Linked DNA regions of Mus musculus: all the other regions are linked to region 5. A link is a contact called in public ChIA-PET, HiChIP or PLAC-seq, Micro-C and promoter capture Hi-C data. All regions are on one chromosome and are shown on one strand. The core of a region is the stretch at or near the end of the contact, and the rest is flanking DNA. Distances in the headings are between cores, read along the strand shown. Region 1 overlaps Septin9 (septin 9). Region 2 holds the start of Tmem94 (transmembrane protein 94). Region 3 holds the start of Slc25a19 (solute carrier family 25 (mitochondrial thiamine pyrophosphate carrier), member 19). Region 4 holds the start of Smim5 (small integral membrane protein 5). Region 5 holds the start of Rhbdf2 (rhomboid 5 homolog 2). Region 6 holds the start of Sap30bp (SAP30 binding protein). Region 7 holds the start of Grb2 (growth factor receptor bound protein 2).

The links. Promoter capture Hi-C pulls out the DNA fragments that hold promoters and counts their contacts. A called contact is a pair of places that touch in the nucleus more often than the background predicts. ChIA-PET counts read pairs in DNA pulled down with a chosen protein or histone mark. HiChIP or PLAC-seq counts read pairs in DNA pulled down with a chosen protein or histone mark.
Region 1: a Micro-C map of embryonic stem cells shows a contact between it and region 5, with 2.0 times the contacts expected there. The contact joins the enhancer-like site here to the promoter of Rhbdf2 in region 5. A contact is called at or near these places in 2 of 484 Hi-C or Micro-C datasets (embryonic stem cells and myocytes), 4 of 115 datasets of contacts at active chromatin or transcription factors (bone marrow-derived macrophages, effector CD8 T cells, memory CD8 T cells and 1 more) and 1 of 9 other capture datasets (embryonic stem cells).
Region 2: a contact with region 5 is called in a promoter capture Hi-C map of pre-B cells, with 4 times the contacts expected there. The contact joins the promoter of Tmem94 here to the promoter of Rhbdf2 in region 5. A contact is called at or near these places in 5 of 39 promoter capture datasets (the C10 cell line, hippocampal neurons, liver and 1 more) and 1 of 115 datasets of contacts at active chromatin or transcription factors (pancreatic cancer cells).
Region 3: a contact with region 5 is called in a FOXA1 HiChIP or PLAC-seq map of pancreatic cancer cells. The contact joins the promoter of Slc25a19 here to the promoter of Rhbdf2 in region 5.
Region 4: a contact with region 5 is called in a promoter capture Hi-C map of pre-B cells, with 3 times the contacts expected there. The contact joins the promoter of Smim5 here to the promoter of Rhbdf2 in region 5. A contact is called at or near these places in 4 of 39 promoter capture datasets (the C10 cell line, hippocampal neurons, neutrophils and 1 more) and 1 of 115 datasets of contacts at active chromatin or transcription factors (pancreatic cancer cells).
Region 6: an RNA polymerase II ChIA-PET map of memory CD8 T cells shows a contact between it and region 5, with 5 read pairs. The contact joins the promoter of Sap30bp here to the promoter of Rhbdf2 in region 5. A contact is called at or near these places in 3 of 39 promoter capture datasets (hippocampal neurons, pre-B cells and stem cell-derived epiblast-like cells) and 1 of 115 datasets of contacts at active chromatin or transcription factors (memory CD8 T cells).
Region 7: a promoter capture Hi-C map of pre-B cells shows a contact between it and region 5, with 3 times the contacts expected there. The contact joins the promoter of Grb2 here to the promoter of Rhbdf2 in region 5. A contact is called at or near these places in 3 of 39 promoter capture datasets (liver and pre-B cells).

What each region holds. Positions count from the first base shown.
Region 1 is chr11:117,318,243-117,321,549 of GRCm38.p6, reverse strand. All of the region lies in intron 2 of Septin9 (septin 9), which reads right to left. Among named protein-coding and RNA genes, the nearest start is that of Gm34065, 7.1 kb to the left of the region's middle. Within about 2 kb of position 1,354, at least 196 of the 459 cell types and tissues checked have an H3K27ac peak or open chromatin away from gene starts, as enhancers often do. A contact at or near this core is called in bone marrow-derived macrophages, embryonic stem cells, memory CD8 T cells and 1 more, where this site is marked.
Region 2 is chr11:115,764,143-115,767,391 of GRCm38.p6, reverse strand. Tmem94 (transmembrane protein 94) reads right to left here and starts at 1,959. Exons shown (of 32, transcript NM_028014.3): 1 at 1,839-1,959.
Region 3 is chr11:115,626,664-115,629,813 of GRCm38.p6, reverse strand. Slc25a19 (solute carrier family 25 (mitochondrial thiamine pyrophosphate carrier), member 19) reads left to right here and starts at 1,519. Exons shown (of 7, transcript NM_026071.3): 1 at 1,519-1,749.
Region 4 is chr11:115,898,636-115,901,815 of GRCm38.p6, reverse strand. It overlaps Smim5 (small integral membrane protein 5), which reads right to left and starts at 1,677. Exons shown (of 3, transcript NM_183259.3): 1 at 1,474-1,677. All of the region lies in intron 7 of Recql5 (RecQ protein-like 5), which reads left to right.
Region 5 is chr11:116,622,521-116,625,675 of GRCm38.p6, reverse strand. Rhbdf2 (rhomboid 5 homolog 2) reads left to right here and starts at 1,456. Exons shown (of 19, transcript NM_001167680.2): 1 at 1,456-1,498.
Region 6 is chr11:115,932,187-115,935,346 of GRCm38.p6, reverse strand. Sap30bp (SAP30 binding protein) reads right to left here and starts at 1,688. Exons shown (of 11, transcript NM_020483.3): 1 at 1,566-1,688. The coding sequence starts at 1,671. It overlaps Recql5 (RecQ protein-like 5), which reads left to right and starts at 1,855. Exons shown (of 19, transcript NM_130454.2): 1 at 1,855-2,558. The coding sequence starts at 2,429.
Region 7 is chr11:115,706,915-115,710,052 of GRCm38.p6, reverse strand. Grb2 (growth factor receptor bound protein 2) reads left to right here and starts at 1,456. Exons shown (of 6, transcript NM_008163.4): 1 at 1,456-1,659.

The DNA of each region.
Region 1 (3,307 bases), core at 105-2,604, 700 kb before region 5:
TGTCCAAAAAAAAAAAATCAGCCTTCGTCAGCATCCTGCTCCCAATGTGACCTCTGACCTGGGGCGTGGCCATGGCCAATGCTTGCTTTCTCAGGCGCCTGGCTGCCCCACAGGCAAGATGTGTCAGTCCACAGGTGTGCAGGAGAATATTCCTGGGGGACAGTGAGGCTCTCTGGTAAGTGAGGTGGCTCAGTAGGTATGGTGCTTGCTACAGCAGCCTGCTGACCTGAGTTCAATCCCTGGAACCTACATAAAGGTGGAGAGAGAAATGACTCTACAAAATTGTCCTCTGGGCTTGGGGACAAAAATTAAAAAAGAAAAAATGTCCTCTGACCTCCATGTGTGCATCATGATGTACACAGACACACAAATAATAATAATAATAATAATAATAAATCAATAAAGTATTTTAAAAGGAGTCCTCCATGCTAGAGATGGCACAGCCCAGCACCAGCCACTCGAGCTGAGGACCCAAGTTTAGTTCCCAGCACCCCTGTGGTGGCTCACAGTTCCAGGAGGGGTCTGATGCCCTCTCTTGGCCCCTGTGGGCATTAGGTATGCACGTGGTGTCCAATACACATGAAATTTTAAACAAAATATATCTTTTTGGAAAAAAAAACTCACAAACATTCTCCACTCTGGATGTGTGAGTCATTCCAGGCTTTCCTGGGGTGGTACCTGGCCTGCTAGTAGTGTGACTGCTGACCTATGGAGGTCCCTCATTAGAACCATTGTGAAGCCCCACCCCTCACAGGCAGGGAGGCCTTGGGTCCCATCTGAGAGGGAGAACAGTCAGTTTCGTGCATGCGTGCAAGCCAGCCCCTCCCAGCCTGCTCACTCACCCCCACAGAGGTCTGGGTGGGGCAGTGCTGTGCTCTGCCCCAGGCTCAGGGCTACTACAGAGGTCTCACTTCTCTCTGCCTCTGGCGCTCCAACCACTTCTGCATCAGGCCTTGCTGGGGCTTGGTGACTGAGGTGTGGCCAAGGAGCTCTGAATTACAACAGGAACCATTTGTATGAGTGAGGCACCAAGGCTAAGCTGTGTGACCTCTGGAAAGCTACTTTGCCACTCTGGTCCTATTCCTACAGGTGGTTTTACACGACCTATGTGTGCCTGAGCCTCATCTACGGTGCTTTAGCCCTGTAGCCTATCTTCAATCAGCACAGACAATCAGCTTCTAGGCCCTCCACCCCCACTTCCTCCGGCCTCATAACACTCGGGCTTTCTCTTTCTCCTCACAGTGCCTTGCTGTGTAACTCTGGCCAGCCTGGGACCGGGCTATGTCATCCAGGCCTCCCAAGTGCTCAAACAGCAGGTGTAGTCATGTCACGCAGCCGGGACACTCTTCAGCTCTGCCCCACACAGTGGGCCCCGCCTTCTGCACTTAGCCCCAGTGCTGCTTTCAGTTACTCCCAAGGCAGAGGAACTGATGCTCACCGCCCTCTGTCCTCCGTCCTCCGCCCGGCCTCCACCCAAGAGGCCACTATAGCTCAACAGGCTGTAGGTGGCAGGGGCCAAAGAGGCCAGGCCACACCCCTTCAGGGAAGAGACTCCATCAGTGGAGACAGCTGCTCTAAGCGCAGGAAAAGGAAAGGGGTGGGGGAACTTGGGGGTGGGGGAAACGACCTTCCCCTCCCCCATTCTAGACCTCTACTCCAGGAGGTCCCACCCCCACCCCACCTCAGGGGATTCAGTCTTCTGCCAAACCCAGTAATGAATCCCACATTGCTGGGTCCCCCTCCGCCCTCTGACTGAGCTCTGAACAGCTGGCCCACAGAAGGTACTGAAGCTGAGAGTGGAGAGGAGCCTGCAGAGTCCCACATCCCACCCACCCCTTCCTCTGCAGATAAGGCCCCTCTGTTCCGGCTCTGGCCTGGGAAAGCTCTGTGTATGAGTGTCTCTCTCTCTCTCTCTCTCTCTCTCTCTCTCTCTCTCTCTGTGTGTGTGTGTGTGTGTGTGTGTGTGTGTGTGTGTGTTCGTTAACCCTTTCGTGCAAGGCACATCCTCAAGGCTTCCTGTCCCCAGCAAAGGTGCACGCCACCACAGCAGAGAAAGCTAGGAAACCAATCATCAATAACACACCTCCCACACCACTAAGCCAGTGACAGAGCTTAGGGAAGAGGCCCAAATTTAAACTATCAGTTTGCCTTAGCCAACAGCCGTGAGACCTCTCTGTGCCTTCATCCCTTCTCTGTGAAACACTAATAATGGCAAAGACCCAATAGGACAGGGCCGATGGATTCAAGGAGGTGCTTACTGTAGGTAAAGGGCCCTTAAACACATTGGGACCACAAAGCTCTAATGCCTATCAGCCACATGAATCCGACAGACCTCAGCTCAGCTCAGCAGCTCAGAAGAGCTGGCTCGGTTGGTGCCCGGAACTGTCTGGCAGCCAAAGGTAAGGTCCCCGCTTCCTCTGAGCTCTGCCTGTTCTAGAAGCAGCCACAGCTGGAGTCTAGTCTTAGTTCCAAGAGGTGACCTTTCTGAGTCAGAGACCACAGGGACCCCTGGGGCTACCAGTGTCCGGATATGAGGATATAGCACCATGACTCTCTGACCTCCTCAAACCCACGCTTCTCTCCCCTGCTTCAGTTCTAGTCATGGTGCCCAGGGCATTCTGGGACCTGAGCCTTGGCCCTGTACTGTACACAGCTGCCCTCGAATTTCTGCCTCCAGTGGCCACGTGGCTCGGCCTACCAATGAGGGGAGAGTGCAGCCCAACAGGAATTGACTGGCTGCAATCTACAAACCCAGACAAGGGTGAGCCAAGCCATGAAGCCCTGGAGATCCTCTGTTAGCCTCTGCAGTCCCACTGAGGTGAAAGGTTATCCTCTCTACCCAGAATTCTGAGGGGCCTATTGGAGTGAAAGAAACACAGGGATGCAAAAGTGTCTGTCCCCAGCCATACAGCTGCCACATGCTGGGGCCAGAGGCAGAGCCCCAGCCGATCTTGCTCTCCACAGCACAGTCATGTCCCAAAGAAACAGACAGACTATACAGACAGCAGGTCACTGTGGAGGGAAGGACCCTGTTACACAGTACAGGCCCCCTAGAGTCACACCATGGTACACCAGCCCACAAAAGGCAAACCTGAGAGCTGTAGCCAAGTGAGAATGCACAGGTGACAGATGACTGCTGTGACCAAACTCTCCCCACATGGAGTTAAGGACAGCAAGATGGCGTTGGAGTCCCACAGGGTATACTCCAGGTCAGGGGTCTTCTGAACTGAAGGAAGGGCTTAATCAACACCACATGGCACCATTTCACATGGCAAGTGTGAGCATGTGCAGGACCGTTAGAGCAACA
Region 2 (3,249 bases), core at 710-3,209, 860 kb after region 5:
CTGGTCTACAAAGTGAGTTCCAGGACAGCCAGGGCTACACAGAGAAACCCTGTCTTGAAAAAACAAAAACCAAAAACAACTCCATAGTGAGATGTACCAGGGTTAGGGAGGAGAGAGCGTCAAGGTTGGGTTGAAATCTGGCCCTTTCCCTCCTTCCCACACCATGTGACCAGCACTGTTTACTACCAAGCCGGCAGCCGCAGGCCAAGCTGATGATTATACAAACCCCTGATCACCAAACCACAATGGCTGAGTCTTCTGGAAGGAAAACTTTCCGATTCTGCAGCGGCCTAACCTTTACTTCACTTAAGCCCGCCTGCAAACTAGACTTTCAAACCCTATTACAGAAACTTATCTTTTCAGCCATGGAAGACAGCGCAGTGAACAGAACACAGACACAATAGCAACGGAATAAAAACCACCGACACGGGGTTACCGGTTACCGCAAGGTGCAGTGGGAGACCAGGAGCCTTCTCACTCGGAAATCAGGGGTGTCCTTAGAGGCCCCGAAGGTCTTTCCAGCTCACTGACCACGACAGGTTAAATAATACCTAGCGTGTCGGCAGTAAGCATCTGACTGCTGTATAGAAATTGATTCTGGAGTCCAATTTAGGGGAAAGGAGCAGGGAGGAGCACAAGGACTGTGACCTTTATTGCTAATTCGTTCTTCAGGAGGTAAGCCTTCCAAACGGTTGAGGTTGACTCTCTTCCCTGGGAGCTGGCACTTCCTAGCCACTTAAAATAGAAATGTCAAGTGTTTTCTGATTTCTTTCCCTCTTGTGGCCTGGCCAGCCTCCTGCCTGTCTTCTAACCATCTATTGAGGTCTTATACCAAGTGGAATGTGCAGAGGCGGGCGTTCAAGGGCAGTTACCTCTCAAACTACCTGGGGGTACTGATTATCAAAGAGGTAGCTTGTTAATGCAGTGCTCGCCAGACTCTAGGTTCCCCTGCTTGTAATTCTGCCAAGAGAGAAGTGACAGCGAATACAGCCGGTGACATTCCACTGCAGAGTGTCCGGGGACTCTGTCTGAACTGCTAATTCGTTCTCCAGGATGAGCCTACACTGTACAATGGTCTGACTCTGAAAGTGACCGTCAAACTTTTCTATTCCCTCCGTCACTCTTATTTGTTGTTGCTTTAGGTACTGAACCTTCCCCCAAGGCTTTTAACTGTAGGGTTTCGCGGTAGGGAAAAAACAGGGAAACTGCTTTACAGAACTGCAAAGGCTGTGGTGCTACGCTGGCTTCCGAAGCATCTTTATGTGACTCTAAAATCGGGGAAGCACGCCCCAACTGCAACATCGCAGCCTTGCACTGAACTGGAAGTCCCTCGCAGTGTCTAGCAGGCGGGCGGGTGCAGAGATCCCGTCCACTCCGGGCGGCGAGCACAGCGCGCGCTGTGGCAGAAAACCGCCTTTATTTGGGCCGGGGACACCCAGGGGCCTACAAATAAACACTCGTGGCATCAGGATTGGCAGTCGCTGGCCCGGGGCCCAGCCACGGCGGACCTGGGCCAAGGGTTCTTTGTTGGACACAACCTTTATTTCTGACGTGGGACCCCGGCAAGGGGCAAGCCAGGACAGAGAGGGGACATGAGAAAACGAAAACAAACAAACCAAAAAACCCTTGAGGACGTGAGGGAAGGAGCCGGCCCGGAGTTGCAGGCAGGCGCCGGCCGGCCCCTCTCCTCCAGCACAGAGAGACACCCCCTTTGGTGCCACTTGCTAGGTGCACACCCCAGGCGCTCCTCGCCTCGGGTAGGAACTCAGAGGGCGCAGCAGGCCGAGCCCCACGCCCCCTTGCTCCCCACTTCGGGCCGCGGGCCTTCTCGTACTTACCGGGGCCCCCTCGGACGGTCTTCCTCGCCCGCGTCCTCACCCCTCCCTGCCCCCTCCTCACTTCACCTCCCCGCCTCCAGGGGCCGCAGCCATGTCCGTTGTGGGCAACTCTGAGGAGGCTTGCCGCCTTCCCCCAGCAACAGACGCGCAGGCCAACAAGCCAAAGATCCCGACGCTGATTGGTTGAAATTCGAGGTAGGCGGAAGATTCTGATTTGTTATTGGCTGTTTGGTGCGCTCAGCTGTAACCTCCACCGCCCCTCCGGGAGCCTGGCGGAATTGTGTGATTGTTACTCTAAAGCGATCCGGGGAAGCCTGGGTCCTATCTCCGGCACGAAGCTCCCGCGTTTTTAGCGCTATAGAACCAGACTAGAGGCAATCATACAATTTCCTCCCCATTAGTTTACCCACTAAATTTTTCTAGAGCCATGGTCAGGTGATACCTTCTGCCCTTTATTATTTTTTAATGAGGCCCTTGAAAAATCGCCTTATCTGTATTTTCTTCAATTCTTCCTTAATCTTTAAAAGTCCCTCAGTACTAATATTATGGACCAACCAAAGCTGGAGAATCTAAAGCAATACTGTTATTTCACCCTCAGTTCATTTGAAATCTAAAAGGAAAAACAAGCTTGAAAACAACTTTTTTTTTCTAGACTAATTAGAGAAATCGCTTGGGAACCCTCTCTTGGGAAAACAAAATAAGCCTGTGTCAGTATTTACTTCCATTTTCCCAGAGATCTAAGTCTGGAAGGGTTGCTTTTAGAAAAAAAAAAAAAAAGTTTTTTTTTCTGTTTATGAAGTCAGAAAGGGTCATATCTGGTCCTGGGAAAAAAGAGCCCCTTCCTTATAATAATGAATTTAATCATGCGATTACAATCCCTCTTTTCGGCTAGACAAGAAGCCATTTTACTGATTTAACTCTGTTTAAACCAGTTCAGCTGTTACCTTGAACACTCATAGAACCTTGGCACAAACCTTCAACACAAACATCTGTAGTTTATCACTACAGATGGAGAAGTCCAAATCTCTCCACATAACCATAGATGCTCATAACATGATGGAGATAGCCACATAGCCACTTTCAGGGCTCATTGCCACATGGACTCACTACAGTCTTAAACATGCTGGAGTACTTTGTTCAGTAGCTCTCTGAGCTTTTACATTTCTTTGCAGCTAATAACAGCCAAAATGCAGCCAGGCAGTGGTGGCACACGCCTTTAATCCCAGCACTTAGGAGGCAGAGGCAGGAGGATTTCTGAGTTTGAGGCCAGCCTGGTCTACAGAGTGAGTTCCAGGCCAGCCAGGGCTACACAGAGAAACCCTGTCTCAAAACAAACAAACAAAACCCCCAGCCAATATGCAAATACATGCCCGTGTGAAACTTTAGCCCAAACACTCCCTTCCCATGCTGC
Region 3 (3,150 bases), core at 270-2,769, 1.0 Mb after region 5:
GAAGGAGAGGACTGATTCTTGCAAGCTGTCCTCTCGCCTCTCCTTGTGTACCCCCCCCCCCCCACTATTAACCTTTAAAAACTTCTGTCATTTCTGCTACTTGGAAAACAAAATGAGAAAAGCTATCCAGAGATTTGTTACTGCCCAGCCAGCTGTTTCTTGAGGTGTTCTTAAAAAATACAAAAAGGAAGCCGGGCGTGGTGGCGCACGCCTTTAATCCCAGCACTCGGGAGGCAGAGGCAGGTGGATTTCTGAGTTCGAGGCCAGCCTGGTCAGAACTCAGAGTGAGTTCCAGGACAGCCAGGGCTGCACAGAGAAACCCTGTCTCGAAAAACCAAAAAAAAAAAATACAAAAAGGGGCTGGAGAGATGGCTCAACAAAAAGATGACGGCTTTTCCAAAGGTTCTGAGTTCAATTCCCACAACCACATGATAGTTCACAACCATCTGTAATGGGATCCGATGCCCTCTTCTGGTGTGTCTGAAGACAACTACAGTGCATTTATGTACATAAAATAAATAAATCTTTAAAAAAGATTAACTCTTTTTTTTTTTTTGGTTTTTTGAGACAGGGTTATATATATATATATGGTTATATATATATATGTATAGCCCTGGCTGTCCTGAAACTTACTTTGTAGATCAGGCTGGCCGCGAACTCAGAAATCCTCCTGCCTCTGCCTCCTGAGTGCTGGGATTAAAGGCGTGCGCCACCACGCCTGGCTAAGATTAACTCTTAAACTGTAACAAATAAACCACTGATTTAAAAACATGTAAGTAATGATACATTAAGAAGTTGCAGCAAATTACTTAGATCTCAGTTCAGATAAACTTTTTGTTTTAGAGGTCAGGGTCTCACGTAGCTTAGGCTGGCCTTGAACTCTGGGTTGATGTTGAACTACCGATCGTCCTTCCGGTGCTAAATTTCCTCCGGGGGTGTGTGTGTGTGTGTGTGTGTGTGTGTGTAGTTTCCTCCGGGTGTGTGTGTGTGTTTGTGTGTACAACTCCCTTAAAGGTTCTTATTCCTCCGTGTGTGTGTGTGTGTGTGTAGTTTCCTCCGGGTGTGTTTGTGTGTGTGTGTGTACAACTCCCTTAAAGGTTCTTATCCCAAAGAACCCATCTAACCCCGACCCGTGTGTGTGTGTGTGTGTGTGTGTGTGTGTGTGTGTGTGTGTGTGTGTGTGTACAACTCCCTTAAAGGTTCTTATCCCAAAGAACCCATCTAACCCCGACCCAACTCCAGTCCTTCAGGCTAATAATACCAGGCTTCCCGCCATCTTTTCCAAAGTTATATGACTTCTAAGACTACATTGATTTGGAAAATAAAAAATAAAAACTGGGTCAAGTTCAGCGAGCTCTAATATTCCATAGCCGCGCAGACTTCAGAGGATCGCGCCAATGAGAGGCCCTCTAGAAGGTCGTAAAAGCCAACTTCGCCATCCGCTCTTTTACGGCGTCGGAAATGCGCACGCAAGGCGCTGTGGTACTACACCTCCCAGGAGTCTCTGCAGCTTCTCAAGGGGGTGGGGCTTGGAAGCGGAAGACTACAGTACCTAGCGGTATCTGGACAGTGACATTGGGATGGGACCTTCGACGTACAACGATTCGTCCAGCGGCGGCCAAAAGCTGCACGGTGATTGGCCTAGCAGCCTGTCAGTTACTGGCAAGTGCTGTTAAGTTTTGCTGTTGGGCTACACTGAGAGGGAGGGAGAACTGAGCTTGAGGAGCCCGGACGGGCCTGAAGTGTCAGGTGAGTGGACCTCTGGCTTTGCTTTCTTCCCGGTACTCTCGGGGGCCGGTACCCCCACTCCGTGTGTCAGAACAGAGAAGGGCAGGTATCCACGTGGGGCGGGGACGGATGCTCACGAGGCACACCTGACCCCAGGAGCATCTTCAGAGACACGGAAGGCGAATCCCTCCCACCACCACTCACCATCGTAGGCGTTTGCACATGGGGTGTCCACTGCCCCGGACTCACGGAGACGCCCTCTCCACCCCACCCCATCCCCGGAAAGCCTGGACAGTGCACTCACGCGAGGCTGTCTGCAGAGCGCCTCAGCAGATCACATGGGCTCTCGGTTAGTCACCGAAGGACACCTGTCCACCCGACAGTGGAGTCTGAGGTAGAAAAGCTGCAGGGTGAAGAAACTCGCTTGCACCCCCATCACTGCCACTCAGGTCAGCAGCCGCCCTGTCTCAATCCTGCATTTATATTTATTTATATTATAAATCATTTTTTATCTGTTTAGATAGCAAGACTGTTAATGCACGAAGATTTTTGAATAAACAGGAGATTAATATTTCCCTTTATTTATTTTTGTTATTGGTTTGCGACCGTATAATCCTGGCTAGGCTCGAACTTGTTATGTTCTTAAGGGTGACCTTGAACTCTTGGTCCTCATGCCTCCCACCTCCCAAGTGCTGGAATTACAGACTACACTGCTGTGTTGGTTTTTGGAGACTGAACCCAGGGTACGTTAACAAATGTGATACTTTCCTCGCCTGGGTTGTAAAAATGTTTGTGTTTTTTAGTTTTCTTGAAGGCAAACACTTTTAAAGCTTTTTAGGTGTGTGTGACTTACTGGTTTTTATCACTTAACTTGATGAGCAGTTTGAGCCAGGCAGTCAGACGCCATCTCCTACTTCCCACAAGGGAAACCTGAGTTGGTATTTTATTTCATTTAAATGTCTTTTTACTTTTATTTTGCTGTAAATGAGTGTTTTCCCCGCATGCATGCCTGGGGCAGGAGAAAGAGTTTCGGATCCCCAGAGACTGGAATGACTGCTGTGAGCCTTCTTATGGGTACTAGGTCCTCAGTAAGAGCAGCAGCCAGAGCCTGCGGGTGGGGGCACATGCCTAGAATCCTAGCACTGAGGTAACAACCCAGAGTGGGGGGGTCCTCTAAGTTCAAGGCCAGTCTGGTCTACAGAGTGAGTTCCAGGATAGCCAGAGCTACACAGAGAAACCCTGTCTCGAAAACAAAAAACCCAAAAATCAACAATAAAAAAAGGGGAGTAACCAGTTCCCTTAACACAGGTCTTCCAGCTTGACAGCTGGTCCCCTCACCTGCTAAACCATCCCTGTGCATATAGGCTTTTATTTATTTATTTATTTATTTATTATTTATTTTTGTAACAATGGGTTTATAAA
Region 4 (3,180 bases), core at 428-2,927, 720 kb after region 5:
TCCTCCTTGTCTACTTGATCATCCAACTCCAGCTCCCCACACGGATGAGGGCAAGCAGCGTGTCTGTGCCTGATAAGAGTCATGGGGGCTCTCAGCCCCTTTTGTCCGTTGAGGAGCATCTCGAATGAGACATAACCAACAGATGTGAGAGACCTGAGAGGTCAGAGCCTAACCAGCAGGGCAGAGATGCCCACTGTGCCTGTTGAGTGTTTGAGCAACTCCATCAGTGCTGGGGCTCCGGTTTGGAGTCAAAAGTGGGTGCTTGAAGCCTTGGTGGTTCTGCTGCCCTGGTCCCCAAGTTTTCTAGACAATGGAGAGAACTTCCTGCTCTGGTGGCCAATAGAAACTAAGCGAGCTCCTCTCCTGCAGCCATAGAAGCTGGGCCTCCCTCTGAGCTCAGGGACTGCTGGAGCCTGTGTGTCCCAGATGTGGCTCAGCTGCAGTGCAGTCCCTCTGTTGCACACTTGTTAGTATTACCACAGGAGTTAGCTTCCCAGTCCCACACAAACCAGAGTGCACCCCCTCTGCTGAGCCAAAGAGACTCTCGGCCCTCCCCTTGGTTTCCAAAACTGAATGATGTTTTTCTTTCTTACTGGATAACAGTGTGTTTGCTTTGGAAGGGACGTCTCACGGGGACTTGAACCCCAGTGTGAGGACAGGAGGCAGAAGGGCTTAGCAGCCTCCTCTCGTGAGGCCCTGCCCAAGAAGGTTGTGCTTGCCCTGCACAAGGACTGAAGAGAAGAGCTGTCTGGGGGCAACCATTACAGTAGTTAGTGTGGAAGAGACTCTGGGGTCTTTTCCAAACTCATTCATGTAGTCACAAACTCCTTTCCAAACTTGGGGTTTGAATTAGGGTGCATATCCCTGGCTCAGTTTTCAGAGATCATTGCCAAAGGAGGATCAGGGGTCCTGGTAATCTAAGTGGGTGCAGAGACTCCTCCCTAGGATGATCCTGAGCCGGAAGCACACAGCGGTGAGCAGGTCAGAACTCCAAAAGACAGGAAAGCTGCTGCTCTTGTCCAGCATCCAAGTAGGCAGTTCTGCTGCTGGCTCTACCAGCTCCTGGGGCCAGAGGCCATTCAGCAGGCTGGGCACACCTTGTCCTGAGCCTTCTTGAGAACCAGGGAGGGCTCAGCCCTAATCCTTTCGGAAATGGAGGCTCAGCAAGATTGGGGGCCATATCCTAAACTCACTGAATAGAAAAGGTTTAAATGGATGTGTCCAGCAGCCCCCAGCCCCTGTGCCACACACCGAGTAGCAGTACATCCCCCTTCTCTAGTACCAGGTCCCAGGGGAAGAGCACTCAGGTATACACACAGAGGAGGTGACTAAATTCCCATAGGAGAGTGGCCTAATATATCCCCCAAGACGTTCCTCTCCGAGCTCATGCTAAGCTGTGACTCCTCGCCAGAGATACGAGACCCTGGCTGCCCTCCTTTCCCGATCCTGTCACCTCTAGCCAGTGTCTCTTACCTGGGAGCTCAGATAGTGGGGAGCCTCGAAGAGGTGTCCCAGTACAGAGCCTCTATGTACCTCCTGGAAGTCCTTTGGCCACCACCTTTGACTTCTTCACCAGCGCTGCCACTTTCCTGCCTAGGCGGCTGCTTCTCACTCGGGCACCTCCTGGTGCTAGCTCCCGGTTGCTGACAGCCAGCTGCTGTCCAGCTTCAGCGCCTCATCGCTTCAGCTTTTTTGTTGTTGGTTGTCCTGGAGATCTAGGTGTCAAATTACAGTTGTGAGGAGGAGCCCAGGGAGTCCTCCCCTGAGCTTGACTTGCCCTTCACGCCCTATGCCTTTCCCTGCCTAGAGGTCCACTCTGCTCTCTGGATCCCCAGACGGCTCCCTCTCTTATTCTTCCTCCTGTTCTGCCCTCCTCCTGCCTTTGAGCCAGGCTGTAGGCTGTAGGCTGTAGGCGGAGGGCTGGGGTTGGGCTAATGACAGAAGTGGTTGGCTGTGGTTCCCTGTGGAAATAACCCCGGGGGGCTCCGTCTGAGGTTGCCAGAGGAAGAGGGTGGAGTGACTCGCTCTTGGGTGCCCCAGCACCCTCTGGATGGCCTTTTTGGCTTGTGTCCCTGACCACCCTGGTCTGTCTCTTGGGCCACACTCTGGCTGCTCTCTCTGCCCTCTGCCAGAAAGAAAACCGGGCTACAGGATCACCCAAGCACGTCAGCAAGCTTTCAAGCAGCCCTCTGGTGTGGTACTCTGCCATCTACCCAGGGGCATCTGGGGGGAAGATGAGGATCCTAGATACTCTAAAAGTAGTCTGCGCCGGCCATGGTAGTGCACACCTTTAATTCCAGCACTTGGGAGGCAGAGGCAGGTAAATTTCTGAGTTCGAGGCTAGCCTGGTCTACAGAGTGAGTTCCAGTACAGCCACGGCTACACAGAGAAACCCTGTCTCGAAAAAAACAAAAAATAAGTAAATAAGAAAAAGAAAGAAAGAAAAGTAGCCTGCTTGTTTTAGTGAGGGGCCTTGGGTCCTTCTAAGAGAAAGGTCACTGCTGGTCTCGTTCTGCTCAGCTGTCTGCATGACAGCTCTGTTGGCCCATTAACGTTTGTCGGTCTTGCCACCAGCAGACCAGGCTGCAGGGGGAGGACTGACCTCAGCTCTGCAGTCAATGGAGCCCTTTGAATCTGAGCACAAAACCCCAGTGAGCCAGGGCTTGGGGCAGGGTGTAGACAACCATATGGTCACAGTGCCTAGATGCCAAAGCTTCTCAGAGACAGGACAGGCCACCACTGTACAGGCAGAGGGAACATTTGTCGTGTATATTCAGTGTTAGTGGGAGCTGGCTGCAAGAGCGCCCCCCAGTGGCTGTCTCAGCTGTCTTCCTGCCACTTCTATGCAGTTTTAGGGCTGTTCTTCACTTTGCTGGAGGGACCCTACTTCTTTAGAAGGTGGCATTGCAATTTGCTTTCCTTACAGTAGCCTGCTGTGTGGGGTCAGATCCGCAAGCAGTATTCAGACTAAGAAAACCCTCTGTTCCAAAGCTGTTAGTGCCGGCTAATCTTAAGCCTGGGCACTCAAACTGCCCTGCCTCGCGCTGTCTCTTCTGGTTCCCAACCCTGTACCACATTTCTGGCACTAGAGATGACTGTAAGGACCCTGATAGAACAGTGGCCTCTCCCAGGGCCTCAGCCTGGGGATCCGAAAAGAGACTGGCCTCCTGCACCAGGTGG
Region 5 (3,155 bases), core at 207-2,706:
GGTCTAGTTCGTTCCTCTGCCATTTCCTGCCTGCCGTAAGTTTCCACATCAAATCCCAAGTGAGGGGCTAACCCAGGCCCTAGGCATCTGTATCAGTGGCACCCCCTGCCCTTCTCCGGCCTGCTGTTCTTGTTCAGGAGCTGACAGGTCCGGCGAGTGCTCGTAGGTGGGAGCATGGGAGTGTTGGACAGGGTGTCATAAATGTAGGCCTTCGTACAGGGCTAGGTACGCGAACATGAAGAGTGGTACTCTACCAGGAAGTGGGTAAGAACATCACAAGATGGCACCACCCAGAGCCGAGTTAAGGGAGGGATATCTGGGTCCAGGAGGGAGATGAGGAGGCACAGCCCAGCTCCTATGGGCTCAAGGTGGCTAGAGACGTGGGCTAAGGAGGATAAAAGCCTGTGGCTTAAACTTGAGGGAGGGCCGGCCGTCACCACTACTAATAATAGCAAAGATAACAGCAGCTGCTAGTTAGAGCCAGGGGCCCCACAAATGCTCCCTGTTACTGCTACCACACAGAGAGGGGAAAGCTGAGACCGAGGAGGCTTAGGGGATTCATCTAAGACCACAGGAGCAGTCAATGGCAGATCAGGATTTGAACCCCCGGCTCTGTTAGCTGGAGTCATATATAGTTATTTCTCATTACAGCCAACAAAGCAAGTTACTTGGTCAGTATTGGCCAGGCTAGAGTATCCAAAGCCTGGGCCTGGGGGCTGTTCATGACACGGAGATGTGGAGGGCCTTCCTCTGCATCTATTGCCAGTTACTGTGAGAGCCAGCTTTCAGCCTTAGCAAGAAGCCTCTGTGTCCTTGGGTGCAGAGCAACATTCACAGTTTCCTAAGGGACAGTCCCAAGAACTAGCATATACCTCGGTTGCCTTTCCAACTGCTCTGTGTTTAGTCCTGGGGTGGTTAAGGGGACAAGACCCAACTTCCAGCAAGGACCCGGTCTGGCCTAGAAGGGATGCCAGGCCTGAGGAGAGATCATTCTAATGGACGAAGGAGAGACAGCAGCTAGAGAAGGCCAAGGCTTCCTAGACGATGTAGCTGCAGCGATCGATCGGGGATTCTGGAAAGGATGCAAGCCTAGTCGAGGCTCCTGGAGTCAAAGGAGCCTGAGGTCACACGAGAAAGAGAAGGGGAAATTGAGTGGTTTTTGCTTGGTTGTTATGGGGGTGTGTCCGTGTGAGCGCGTGTGTTGCTGGAGATCGAACCTAAGATCTGTGTGCTAGGCAAGTGTTTAAATGTGGCCATAAGTGGAGCAGCAGGAGCTACAAGCCCAGGCAGAAGCCGCGGGCCGACCACGCCCCCCGAAGCACCGCCCACACACCAAGAAGCCCCGCCTCAATGAGGCCCCGCCCACACCCAGTCCCCGCCCCTGCGCCCTCGCGCAGGTAGGGAAGAGGCGGAGCGCTGGCGCTCAGCCTTGTAGCCGCCGCCCCGCCGCTGCCCACTCTGCTCTCAGCCGCTTCCCGGGACGTGGGGCCTCCGAGAGGTGAGCACGGGGAATTGGGTGCGGCGGAGCTCGGGTCCGCTAGGCCGCGGGTGGCCAGGGATTCACGGGGCTGCCCCGTTCGGCCGCGGGGAAGGTCGGGGGCTGTGCGCCCCGCAGAGCGCCCTAGAGGCCGAGGCTGGACTCTGTGCCCGCGGGACCGCTGGATCCCTCCCGCAGATCCTTGGCCTCTGCTGGGACCAGGACGCCTAAAGGGGTTCCCCGGGGCACAGTCACCAGATGTCTGGGCGCGTGGTTTGCGCAAAAGTTTAAAAGCCCAGAGAGGAAGAGAGGGCACTGCCCAGTGTTGGAACATGCGACTCCGCCTCCAACCAGAAATCCCTTTTAGACCTTAAGACTATATTCCCCTGTCTCCCGGGTGAACTTCCAAAGTCCTCGGGCAGCGTTTTGTGCGTGGAGCTTCGCCGCCGTGGTAGTAACAGGTGCGGGGGTGGGGGATGGGGAAGGCTCACACCGCCAGAGTAGTCCGCGGCTCAGAAAGTGTACTCAGGAGTCCTGGCTTAAGGACCGAGGGGTTTGGAGAGTTGGGCCCCCAGCTGATGTTTCTGCATTGGATTGAAAGTTAGGGAGCGAAAGGTCTGTAGGGCCCAGGTCTCTACCACAACCCCAGGGCAGAAGGGAAGCCAGGTCCATACCTTGATTCAACTCCAGGAAACACCGAGCCGCGAGTCTGTAGGGCCGGGACATAGAGAGCGAAGGTGAGGTGTACCTGAGGGATTGCCTCATAGGTGGAGCGGTTGCTGTTTCTCAACCAGCTGCATTGGGGGTTCCAGTGTGGGTGACATCTTGTGGTGAAATACTGTCCCCAGCATCTATGTTGTGCTGTTGTGATTGTAGTCAGGGAGAAGAAAATGAAACTTGGTTTCAAGCAGTGGTTCTCAGCTTAGGGGTGCTTTTGCCCGCTAAGGATATTTGACAATCCCTGGAGACACTTGGCCATCACAGGTCTGCCCCACAGTACAGAATCTGGCCCCTCAAAAGTCAACATTGAGTGACCGTCCTATGACCACCAGCCCACTAGGGTACTTCTTGTGAATTTCTCTCCCTACCTAAGTTTCTCCAGGGGCTGGGAAGGGCCAGGACGAATCTCAGTGAGAGATAAAGAGATAGGTGGGCAGGCTTCGCCCTGGCTGGCCACTGGCCCTGTGGAGGAGAAGCTGGGAACAGTGGCTCTCTCGAAGCACAGGTCTGTAGTACTTTACCCAGGATAGCTTCAGACACAGGATAAGCTCAAGGTAAGCCAGAGTAGCCCTGGGGATGGAGGAAGGGCAGGACCAAGCTCTGTTCCCATGGAGTTTCCCAAAGCTGGATGAGCTGAGGTCTCCCGGATAGCGGAATGCCATGTGACCAACTGGAATTTTCCTTCTGAACACAGAACTGACTCCCCTAGCTATTTACACCAGGAAAGTAACATCCAAGGAATAACGGGTCCACTGATTCCCTGTGGCTCCTCTCTTTCCTTCCAACAGGATGGGTTGCCCCTGGGGCGGTAGGAATCCTGGTCAGGGTGAGCTCAGGCCCTGCTGTAGTATTTGCTGAGTGACAGTAAAGGATGGAGGCTGGTAAAGAGCTTTCCACCCACGGGGTCCCCCAAAACCGCGGAGTTGGGCTCCTGGGCTGTACTCTTAGCTTTCTGGGA
Region 6 (3,160 bases), core at 439-2,938, 690 kb after region 5:
GGAGAGGGGGAGAGAGAGGGAGAAGGAGAGAGAGGGGGAGAGGGGAGAAATGTAAAAATGTTTCTGAAAATTGAATGGCCAAGATTATTTCTGAAGATAAAAAGGGAACCTAAGTCTCAAGTAAGTGGCTATAGGCCCAGATTGAATTTGTACTTAGGAAGAACAATTTAATACCAGGGGTTGGGGTTGGGAATTTAGCTCAGTGGTAGAGCTCTGGGTTCTGTCCTCAGCCTGGAGGTTGGGGGGGAGGAAGAAAAAAAAAGGAAAGAAAGAAAAAGAAAAGACCAGGGGTTGTGCCAGGAATGGCGGTGCACACCTTTGAACCGAGCACTTGGGAGGCAGAGGCAGGAGGATCTCTGAGTTCTAGATCAGCCTGAGTTCCAGGACAGTCAGGACTAGAGGGAGATCCTGTCTCAAAACAAACAAAAACAGGGGTATTGGAAGATGACTCTTATACGAGTGCATAATGTACAGGGTTTGGTGTCCCATGCTTTTAATTCAAGCTCTCTGGAGACAGGGCCAGGCAGATCTCTGTAAGTTTGACAGTTCAGTTTCCAGTACCCACATCAGGCAGCTCACAAATGCCAGTTTCAGAAGAGCTGATGCCTCTCTCTGTCCACCATGGGCAGAACTCACATGCAAGGCCCACTCCATATGTACAGATGTATATGAAAAGAAAATCAAGCATTAAATTCATGTTCTAATATTTTCAGGACAGGCTGGGGAAGTAACAAAGTAGTGGGATGCTTTCCTAAGAGTGTAAGGCCCTGGGTTTGGTTCCCAGCAGTTCCAAAGGTTGGGGAACTATTACATGCTGTTGGCCTATTAGGGCAGTTAAAGTCTTCTCCTCTTTGAACCAGCCCAACAGGTCGTTTAAACTCCTGTTTTGACATACCACACACATCTCTATCTTGTTTCATGTGCAACCTCAAAAACGCCTTCTATGCACAAGACTGTCTTCCTCATTGTTTTGCCCCTACTTTGCAGATAAGAAGACCCAAAGCTCTGGTATATCAGGTAATTTGCTTCCTTCAAGAAATCTGTTCCCTCTATGCTTCGCAGTCTGAGGGCAACCGATAGGCTTTTAAAACTCACCAAACAACAGAATCACCCTACCGCCTTAAAAGGCTTGTCTAGCATATTCTATGAAAAAGCCCAGAATTATGCACTTAGGAGAGATGCATTTTTAAAAACTCTAGGGCAGACTTAGAAACGATTCCTTAAAAGTTACCAACTTAACGAAACACAAGTTTTACTATCCTCCAGGTACATTTCACTCCTCTCTTCCCCATCAAACAACGAGACAGTGATGTCTCGACAGATGCGTACCCCCCTTGGTCCACCCTCTGGCCAGCATGACGCCTTGCGTAGAGGATCGCAGAAAGAGAGATCACTCGTACTGTAGTAGAGGTTCTAATGCTCTGTCTGACCTAGGACATCCACTGCGCTTTGGGGTTCCAAGACCCGATACCTGGAGCACAAAGAGCATCTTCTCCCCATGCCCCGCTAGAGAGGTAGCATTTGGTAACCATAACAGACCCTCCCCTTTCCAGCTCAAGTCTCACCAGTCGCTCCGCCTACAGCGTCGACTCCAGTTTCGCCATCAGATTCAGGGTCTGAATATTCCGCATAAATTGCAAGAGACGACAAAACATTTTTCTTCCCCGCCATCTTACTCCCACAGCGCGGTGTGGCTCAGGCCTATGACTCATAAGCCAATTTAGGGGCGAGAAAACCAACTTCTTCCGGATCCCAGGAGACTCCGCGCCCGAATGACAACCAATCAAAAGGGCTGTGTCTGGGCATGGCTCCGCCCCCATGCTCAGCTCTTGGAAACGTCATCAGCACGGGACGGAAGTAAGGTCTTGCGGCTTCTACTTCGCTGACTTCTCGGGCGGTTTGGCTTCTGAGTTCGAGTTAGGGAGTAGTGTTCTTTGGAAAGCTGCAGAGCCAACCGAAAAGAGCCTGGGGTCTGACATCTTGGAGAGCATTTGTCTGGCAAAGGGCGAGAGCTGTTGACTTGGGGGCTCAGAGGAGGAACGGGGGGTCGGCGTCCTTGATGAATGGTATCTATGGCTTCGCTTCTAGAACAAGGACCCTAGAAAAAGGATTCCAAGTTCTCTGGTCGACTTTGAAGACGTTTGTGGGCTTTGTTGTGGTCCGATTTGTAGCTCTGTCCACCTGACCTGGAAAGTTCATTGTTTTTATTTTTATTAAAGGGAGAAGTAATGTTAATCCCTCAGGAATGTATTGCGTGAAGCAATTCAGCCTTCACTTTTACTGCTGGGGAATGAGATATTTAAGTGTAACATAGCAGCTTACTCGGCAGGAGAAACATAGGCTATATTTTAACGTGGAGCAGAGGGTTTTTTCGGGATTGCCTTTGCCCACCTTTGCGTTAACCTTTTGGCTGCTGCTTTTTGCAAAGATGAGCGCCCGTCCTTTCTCCACTCCCTTCGACCGGGAGCGGCGAGTCCGGAGCACCCTGAAGAAAGTCTTTGGGTTTGATTCTTTTAAAACACCTTTACAAGAGAGTGCGACCATGGCTGTAGTGAAAGGTAACATACCAAGCTACCTGTTTTGCAGACTGCTGGCGGTACCGTAGTAGCTCTGTGGCACAACACCCTCTTAACTTCCTACCTCCTCACCCTTTGGAAATCTTTGAAAACCACTGGTTTGGAATTCTTTCGTGACCAAAGCTAGTGGGTATTTGCTGGGAATCTATTTGTTTATTGATGGTCTATGTAGCCCTGGCCGGCCTGGAATTCTCTATATACATCAAGTTGGCCTCAAATTTGAGCCGGTCCTTCTGCCTCTGGATTATTAAGTACTGGTATTACAGGTGTGGGCTATCATAACCTACAAATTTTGGACAGAACCACTCACACTTCTGGTTTTTTCATAGCCAGACTGACAGTCTGTCTTTGACTTCTGTTCCTAGATTCCCATTCTTGTCCCTGTGCAAGTAGTAGCAAAAGTGGCAGTAGTGCTTAATCTTGTCAGTGACCTAGGTAATCATTTCCTTGAAGAGCGAGTAGCTTGAGTTCCAGGTAGAAAAGGAGAGACTAATAACACTGTAAGCTGGAGATAGCTTGTCCAGATGGGAGCAGCAGTGCCACCAACAGACTTATTAACAGAGGACTGAATGATTAGCCTTGCA
Region 7 (3,138 bases), core at 207-2,706, 920 kb after region 5:
GCTGGGATTACAGGCATGCACCACCTCTGCCGGGCAGCTCTCCCTTTTGTAACTGGTCATTCTAATATGTAGGTCCCTGGTACTTAGGGCCAGCGTTCTTCTCTTTGAAACTAAGTAGCTCTATCTAAATCGCAAACTGCTGGAGTCATTGGCTTCATCTTTTGCTCTGAAAGGCATTTTCAATTGCAAATGATGTTCAGTAAACACTTGTCGAAAGAACAATTCACTTGCCTTATTTTAGTGGACTCATTATTGTAGCAGAGGCTTGGGTATTCTTAACTGTATTTTGTTGGCTTCTAGAGAACACATTGACATTGGCTGTGTTCTTGCTCTCCTATAATTGAAAAGAGCTTTTGGAACTGAGAGGTACTTCTCCAAGCTTCATCTACTACTCCCCCAAAACCGGCAGCCCCGCACAGGAACCTATCTATGCACTTTGCATCGCACAGAACACGACTTTCTCACGCCTCCATCCATCTCTCTGTTCTGTGCCATTCCGTTTGTTGGCTAAGCGCTTACCCTGGCTCCTGTGCTGTGGAACTCCTACTCGCCCTCCAGTACTCAGTTCCACATCACCTTCTTTGTTAAGTCTTTTATACAGTGGGCTGAGGAACAGAGCCAGCCTTTCTCTATCTTTTTGGCTTCCTCAGCATTCCCCCAAAGAGCTATGTGTAAGTGTTATAGCTGTGTGTGTATGTGTGTGTGTGTGTGTGTGTGTGTGTGTGTGTGTGTGCGCGCGCGCGCGCGCGCGCATGAGGGTGTGTGCAGGTGAATGCTAGTGCTATCAGAGGCCAGCGGCACTAAGTCTCCTGGAACTGGGGTTACAGACAGTTGTGAGCCATCTGGTGTGGGTGCAGGTCCTCTGGAAGAGCAGCAAGCAGTTTTTGACCTGAGAGGTCTCTCCAGCCAAGACATTACTTGTTTACTCTTCTGCTGCTTCTCTCGATTTAACCTCTTGAAGGCCAGGATCTCTGCTCGTTGTTTCATCTTCTTTACCCAGCACAGTGCTTACTTACACTGGGTATGTGGTTCACTGCGTGAACAGACTAATCAAACAATTCATCGAATACTGCAGGTTGCACGAACCAGATCCCCAAACGTTTCTAGAACTGGTCCTCTATTTGGGTTGAGCCATCCTGAGATCTCTCCCCGCTCCTCGGTGCCTCTTTGCTTTGTTTTGGTAGAAAGGACGTGATTAGAGTGTGGAAAGCGCCGTTCCTCTAGAGCAGAGCTGTAATTCACTTGCTCCGGCACGTAGAGGGTTACAACGGCCCAGGGGCGGAGCCGAGTCCGTGCCACCTGCTGCGGGCCGAGCTGACGCATGCGCGAAGCCCCCCTCTAGGCTACCTGCCGGGCGGAGCGGAGGAGGAGCGCTTGCGCTCTGGGCCTTTTCCGCCGGGGGAAGTCTCGCGGGGGCGGGGCGCGGCGGGGCGGGGCCGCGTGGGGAAGTTCTCGCGGGACCCTGGCGAGGAGCGGAAGCTAGGTTGCTCTGTTGCTTCTGCGATCGGGCGGCGGCGGCGGCGAGAGCGAGCGGGGCTGCGGCCGGGACGGCGGTCGGGGCAGCGGGCGCCGCAGTCAGGGAGCAGCAGCGAGGTTGGCGGCTGCGGGCGGCAGCGCAGGGCGGGCCGGGCCGGGTGACGGAGTGGACGGCGCGTCACGGTGAGTGCAGGGGAGCGGGCGGGAAGTGAGCGGGAGCTCCGTGGTCCCCGCGCCGCGCGGCGGCGAGCGGCTCGGGCCCGGGCTGCTCGGGGCTGCCGGGGAGGGCCGCTCGCGGGCCGGGGAAGGCTGGGACCCGAGCGCAGCGGCTGCGCAGCCGTCTCCTCGTTTCCCCTTTTGGGGCGCTTCCTTCCTGGTGCCGGTCTTCCTCCCGCTGGGGGCAGAGACCCGGCCCGCCGGGGAGGTCTGGTGTGGCGGCCGTCCGGCTGGACGCTGGGGAGCCCGGAGCAGCCGAGAGGCGCAGGCTGCTGCTCTGAGTCAGGCTGACTGAGCCCGGGAGGCGGGGGATTCGGTGCCCGCAGCTAACGTGGTGATTGATGCTCCTTTGACCTGCAAGGCCACCACGTCACCGCCTCTTGGCATCTTGCGGTGGAATTGTGTGCGGGAATCCACCGTGACTTAGAATGATTGTTACCCGGACCCGCCGACGGGTCTTTGTGAGAGTTGGGCGCTTCTCTTTTTAGAAGGACTTGAGGGGGAAAAAATACTTGTTGGGGGGTGGGGGGGAAGCAGCAGCAGCAGCGGATAGGAATGCTGGAAGGAAGGAATTTTGGGGAGAGAGCCCCGTTGGTTCCTGCAACACTCTTAGGTCGTGTGGGTTGGTAAGAAAGGGATTTTAGGCTGTGTTCAAAAGCTATAGCAGTGCAGTTTGCCGGGTAGCCGAAGCGCGTTCAACGTCATCTTTCGGTGCTGTTGACACTCAGAAAGAGGCTAGAGAAACTGGGTTTTGTTGTTGTTGTTTTTTTGTTTTGTTTTTTGTTTTTGACTTCTTCACCTCTCTTTCACTTTTCCGTTTTTGCCTTCTGTCTCCATTCTACGCTACTAGGGACACGAAAAGCATCTGTAGCGCCAGTCATTGGTCCCTCCGCCCCCTTTAAAAAAAAATCTACTTCCCCTTCTTGCTGTTCCTCCGTTATAATTTTCAAGTTTCTGCTGGTTTGGGCACTGTTCATTTTCTCCGTCGTTCTAAGATCCCCTTTTCTTTTGGAGGGAGATACCTTCCCTGTTTGCATTCCTTTTTTAACGTCCACTGTATTCATCAGGCAGCCAGGAGGGCTACTTGGGAGCCAGGGGGGCGGGGGCGGGTGGTGGTGTTGGTGGTAGGGGGCTGTTTAAGTTCTCCCCCTGGGAACTAGGAAACTCAAAGGACTGAATTCATCCCTAAGTAAGTGATAGTGACCAGTTCACAAGTGGATTTTGCCTGTTTGCTTGTGTTACTTGTATTTTGGTGTTTTTTTTTTTTCACAGATCATGGTTTGTTCGTAGTATTTTCCTTCTTGCTCCCTCCTGTTTCCCCTCACTGTTAGTAAGGGAGATTGAGTCAGTTTGGGAGCTGAAAGACTCCTTTTTAAGGTTTTAGTGAGGTTAACTATTGTTAAGTGAGAAATCACCCATGGGAGTTTGTGAAGTAAGATAGCTTGA